Regions from separate parts of the Pan troglodytes genome. Here region 1 is linked to region 2. A link is a contact called in public HiChIP or PLAC-seq data. All regions are on one chromosome and are shown on one strand. Each heading gives the region's core, a stretch centred on a gene start, on an enhancer-like site or on the middle of the called end of the contact. The rest is flanking DNA. Distances are from core to core; before and after follow the strand shown.

Region 1 (2,923 bases), core at 298-2,797, 330 kb before region 2:
TATGAGCGCCTGGGTGCAGGCCTCCAGGAGGGGCAGCGAGGTGCGCGGAGAGTCCGGGTGTGCTGGGCGACCGCCTCCTGCTCCGCGCGCCCCCCCTCCCCACCCCAGCCGCGAGTCAGCCTCACGCGGGCCCGCGGCGCGCTGCGATGATGGATCGCGCCTGGCGGGGGTGATTTGGTGTTGATCGCACATTATCACTGGCAGGTTGGACTGGTTGCTGATGGACGACTTCTAGCGGCGGCGGCAGCAGCGTCTTCAGACACCGCGCTGGGACTCGCTCGCTCGGCGAGGGTCTTTCCCCCCCCACACCCCCTCCCTACTTCCAGGCGCCAGGAGGGCCTGGGAGTCCGAGTGGGGTCTCCTCGCGTCCAAGGCCGCCCGCTCCTGTCTGGGTCCGGGTGTGGGCTGTTGGCTGGGTGAGGAGAGGAGCCAGGACGCCTCTCCCACTTCCTCCCACTCCTCCTTCCCTTGCCGCCTGCTCCCCACCCCCTTCCTGCTTCCCCACCGAAACCCGGAGGCCCTGGGTCACTCCGCGGGTGATATCCACGCCGCCTGACCCTGGCCGCGGGGGTGCGGACTCCTCTGCTCCGCAGCCCCCGACCCTCTCCCCCGGTCGCAGCAGCCGCGGCACTGCGGTGCGCCCCTTCTCGCCTCTTTTTCTAAAGTGCCTGCAGATACAAAAGCGGTTTCGTAATGCCTTCCGTCTGCGAGAGCCGGAGGACCTTGGCTGACCTTTCGGAAACTGATTGCAACTGCCTGTTAACAGCCCGTACTGACCGCACTGAGCGGAGCGGAGGACAATCATTTAAGTGACAGACGGCGAGGTGGCCCCGGCTCAGTCGAGCGGCCTGGTTAAGCCCGCCCCGCCCCTCCCCCGACCCCCTCCCCTCCCGCAGCTACTCCCCCAGCCCCGGGCGCACTGCGGGCCGCGGCGGGCGCTCGGGCAGGCGGAGAGGACGCGCGCGCGCGTGCGTGTGTGTGTGTGCGCGCGTGTCCACGATTACCGGCCGACGGGTTAACCCTTTGCCGAGCAGCCGGTCCCTTTGAGGCCGGGCGCTGCCGGATTAATCTGCCATCTGCAAAAGAGGAATAACAGGGCCGTCTCCGCCGACTTTCCCTAATGGGTAAACTGTACCCTCTTAGCGTGACCCACGCTGCGTCCCTGCTGCTGCCAGGGAAAGATCCGGACCCTTGGCTCTTCTGCCGCGGCCCTGGGTCCCCTCCCTGCACTCCCCTTCCTCTGCACAGACACAGACACAAGGAACAGCACGAGGGGTCCAAAGGCTCCCAGGGGCTCGCGGTGCAGTGGACGTGGGTGTTCCCGGTGTTTTCTATTTTGGAAACTGGAGAAAGGTGGGGTAGGGGGGACGTAGCGAAAAGCCGAGGTGGGGGAGGGGAGGCTGGTGACAGGGCACCTCGGGCTTCGCTCGCTCCCTCTCTCGGGAGAGATCGCCAGCTGCTCTCCAACAGGCAGCGCCCTGAAATCTATTTAAAGAGAGGGAAAGGGGAGGAGAACAAAGGGGGAGGAGGGGGACGGCGAGCGGAGCCTGGGCGAGAGCGAGCGAGCAGGGAGGATCCGCCGCTCCGCGGGCACATCAAGCGCTCACATCTGTACACTCCGCGATCGATGGGGAGAATGGATAATATTTGTCAGCTGCAGACCTTTCTCTTCCCGGTTCCTGGGGAGGGGAGGGGGCGAGGAGGGGGAGGGGCGGGCAGGCCAGGCGAGAGAGGCCGCCTCAAGGACAGCGCGCTTCCCGCTGCAGCCACACGGAAACCCAGAGCCATGAAAGCCGGGGGATTTTTCTCTTATTATCATTATTAATTATTTTTTATTATTCCAGAGCAGCCCGCGAACGCTCGGTGGCGCCCCTCCCCCGCCGCCTCCCTTTGTTGATTCTCAGCTGCTAGAGCGGCGGGCCCGAGCCGCCACCGCCGCAGAGCACGATCTGCTCTTGCGCCCTCGGTCGCAGCTGCGGCCCAGGAAGCCGGGGCTGCGTCGCCGCCCCCTGCCCCCCACGGCGCGGCAGCCCTCGCACCCCCTCCTCGCCTCCCGCCACGAGGCCAGCCCTGCCTCTCCACTGCCTCTCGCTGCGGCTCCGAGTCCCCAACGCAGAGCAGAGGCACTGGCTGCTGCGGCCCCGAGCTTCCGGCCGCGCGGGGGCCTTTGCCACCCCCTAACCCCCGCAGCTGCACTCTGATGCCGCCGGCCTCACACATGGTCTTCATTTTGCACACTAGCGGCGTGCTTCCTCTCAGCTCCTCTCCTCGGGGCTTTTCGGAGCGAGGAGGGAGGTTTAGAGGAAGTTAGAAACCCAGCGAGCCCAGGGGAAAGGGGGAAAACCCTCGCTCTTAGTCTCAGCTTCCGAGGCAGAGGGAGCGCCCCGCGGGGGGTGGGGCAGAGTCTGGGTGCCCTCCCCTTCCTTGGATGCAGGAAAGGTTAAGTGAGGGGTGGCGGTCGGAGGAGCGACAGATTTGCTTTTGCTCATCCACATGCCTGCTCAGACCGGCCTGGGTATCACTGACCCGGCACCCTCGGAACGGCAGAACCCGGATGGGAGCAGATCCGCCAAGCGGTCATCAAACAAGACCAAAGACATTTCAGCTGTCCCCTACCCTCGGGCGAGGGTGGGGGTGCCCCCTGGGTCTTTGCTTCCTCGCGCACCCCCAGGTTGGAAGGCCAAAGCCGACGCCTCACAGACCGGGGGTCCGGGCCCCCTCTCTAGGGCGGAGGTGTGCAGAAAGCTCTAGTGCGAGTTTACTTGCGGCCTGGCTACCCCCTCCCCCCCCGCTGTCCTGCGATTCCGGGCCAGCCTGCGGCGGCGTCCCCGACTGCTCCGCGGTCCTGGGCAGGGCAGGAAGCTGGCACGGCCGACGGCTGGGCAGGCGCCACTTGGCCGGGCAGGCTGCTCGCTGGAACTCG
Region 2 (2,700 bases), core at 131-2,630:
AGCAGATGAAGGAAGGAGGGTAGGTGGAGCAGCTTGGGCCTCCTAGGAGCCGCTCTCCGCAGGGTGGAAGGAGGAAAGTCTGTAAACTGCAGGAAGGAGTGGGAAGGTTTGACCATTCCTTTTAATGTTGTATCCCAGCCGCCTAGCTTGTAGAGCTGGATAAACTTCTGTAAGGTGTAAGAAAAAGAGTCCCTCAGGCACTGAGTCGTTGTCCAAGGTCACCAGCTAGTTAGAAGCAGTGCACGAAGGGCCTGCAAAACAGAGGGCACATTTGACCCCTGACCTAGGAGGACTTGTGCATGCTGTCCGGTTTCTGAGCTAAACATTCCAGAGGGCTTCTTGGAAACTGGTGCCCCCAGGGAGTGTGTCTGTGCTCGCAAGTTTCTGTACCTTCAAAAAGCCGAAGGGTCCCAGTTGGAGCCAGTCCGAGATGGAGCGGGCTCAAGAAGGAAAGAACGTGGGGATTTAATTGGACTCAGCGAACCCTTCCCGGACCAGCCGGCGTAAACTCTCGGAGGCTGTCGCCTGTGCCCGGCTCTCCTCCCGGCCTGGGGCGCTTGGCAGAAACGCGGTCACGGAGAAGGGGTGAGGGTGGCAATCCCGGGTCTGCCCTCCCGTACACCTCCCTGCTAACCCACCCTGTCTGAAAGGCCACGGGGACCAGGCTACTGGGCATAGTGTGAGGACAAGAAGGGATGGAGGGCTCGGGACGGCGGGGACACGCGGGGGCAGTGTTGGGGGAGCTGGAGTAAGAGTGTTCCGAGAGGGGAACTCGGGCGCGGGGGTGCGGGAAGGAGCCTGGGGTTGGAGTATCCGGGGTGGGGGTAGGCCGGAGGAGGGGTGGTGTCTCGGAGTGGCGGGGCTGGGAACTCCCCGGGCGAGGCTGAGGCAGCATGGGGGGCCGGTGGTGGTGGCGGGGATTGGGGCCCCCGAGGCATCTCTGACCACAAAGGGCCGGGGAGCGCGGCCCGGCGGTCTCAGCGAGCCGTATTGATCGAAGGGCGGGCGCAGCGAACGCGCCGAGAGCGGCTCCATCCATTAGGGCCGCTGTTCGCCTCCAATTAGAAAAAAAATCATTACTCAGCAGCCAGCAGCGGCCTGCGCGCCGCCTGGGACCGCCTGCGAACAAGCGAGCCAGCGAGGGAATGGCGGGCCTCCCCCACCCCCGCGCTCCCACCCTCAGCCCCCGGCGCCCCGCCTCCCCCGGCCCTAATGACAACTATTAGAACTGCCTCCCCGCACCCACCGCCCGGCGAGCACAAAAGCGCGAGATTCATTTGGTAATCGGGGTAATTACAGTGGGGCGCGGGGGCGCACGCGGCGATGGCGGGCGCGCCGGCGGAATGCTAAGGGGCCGGGCGCGCCGCCCGCTCCCACCGCCCCGCCCTCCCCGCCCGGCCCCTAGCCCGAGCGGCGCCCGGGGCCGCGTCTCTCCTCGCCTAAACCCTCCCCACTGCCGCTGCTGTAAGGGGGCTGCCCCGGGGCTCCCGGGGACTGGAGGAGAAGCCCCCCGCCCCCCGCCACGGGTCCTCTCGTCCTAGCCCTTGGCAGCGCGGCCAGCGGCGCTCCGGACAAGATTTGCCACGTCCGGGAGCCGGAGAACCCCTCGGAGGTCCGGCCGCATAATAAATACCGCGTGCAATGTATTCACTCTGCGGCCCCCGGTTAATTTACACGCCCGCTCCAAGCCGTGCGCCCGCCTCGGCGCGCGCCCCGGCCTGTCGTTCCTATTTACAGGCGCGAGGCGCAGTCCCTCGAGAGGGCTTTTATCTTTTTCTTTCTTTTTTTTCTTTTCTTCTTCTTCTTCTTTTTTTTTTTTTTTTGAGAGATTTAGGATGGATGCAACGTGTCATTAAACCTGAAAGGAACTGTTATTTATCAGTAATGATGTTTTCCACAGGCCTTTTTCCTCACCTGCGCGGGCACAGGTACCACCTGGGTGGTGGATGCGGGGCGGGGGTGCCAGGAGGCCTGGGTGGGGGTAAACTGTGTGCGGGCCTAGCCGGAGGCGGCCGGGGCACCGCTGGAGGCCACCTCTCCAGACTCCGGGAACCCGAGGGCCTCTCCTTCACTTGGAGGCACGGTGCTGCACCCCCGTTGGGGGGTTCCCCTTGCAGAGCTGCCTAGAACGGCAATGTGTTAGGAGACGCCTCCGAAGAGCCTCCTCCTCCTTAGCTGGCAAGAAACGCAGACTCTCGGCAGTGCCATTCTTGCAGCAGAAAGGCCCTGTGTGACTCCAGCACTCGGAGCAGCCGCCTTATCTGGGGTGATTTCCCATCTGCCTCCCTGGGCCCAGGATTTCCTTCCTGCACAGGACTTATCTTGTCGGGAAGCAGAGCTGTGCGCTAGAGGCAGGCCCAGCAAATGGAATGCTCGTTCGGTCTTGTGTTCTTAATGACCCATAACAGAGTCCTCAGAGGTGAAAAACAAAACCCTCCACCCCCTTAACCATTTCTGTGCCCATCCTGGTCTGGGAGATTTCTTAATCCTGCTGCGCCGTCACACGGACTCCTCTCTGGATTTTATCCTGCGGCTGCCCGGTCCAACTCAGCCGCACCGGGACTGGGGTGGGGAGGCGGAGCCCTGCAAGGGCTTGAAGTAGGGACTGCAAACCCCTGAAAGAGTGGGCAAAATTCTGGGTAGATGCATTTTACCGAGGGGAGAGTTCTTAAAGGGATCTGAGACAGTCCCAAAGGTTAA

What was found. HiChIP or PLAC-seq counts read pairs in DNA pulled down with a chosen protein or histone mark.
Region 1: an H3K4me3 HiChIP or PLAC-seq map of stem cell-derived excitatory neurons shows a contact between it and region 2, with 5 times the contacts expected there. The contact joins two enhancer-like sites. A contact is called at or near these places in 1 of 7 Hi-C or Micro-C datasets (induced pluripotent stem cells) and 1 of 1 datasets of contacts at active chromatin or transcription factors (stem cell-derived excitatory neurons).

The regions. Positions count from the first base shown.
Region 1 is chrX:40,579,180-40,582,102 of NHGRI_mPanTro3-v2.0_pri, reverse strand. All of the region lies in intron 1 of BCOR (BCL6 corepressor), which reads left to right. Among named protein-coding and RNA genes, the nearest start is that of BCOR, 23 kb to the left of the region's middle. Within about 2 kb of position 1,547, at least 12 of the 24 cell types and tissues checked have an H3K27ac peak or open chromatin away from gene starts, as enhancers often do. A contact at or near this core is called in stem cell-derived excitatory neurons, where this site is marked.
Region 2 is chrX:40,245,286-40,247,985 of NHGRI_mPanTro3-v2.0_pri, reverse strand. It overlaps the pseudogene LOC129138670. Among named protein-coding and RNA genes, the nearest start is that of MIR3937, 160 kb to the right of the region's middle. Within about 2 kb of position 1,380, at least 10 of the 24 cell types and tissues checked have an H3K27ac peak or open chromatin away from gene starts, as enhancers often do. A contact at or near this core is called in stem cell-derived excitatory neurons, where this site is marked.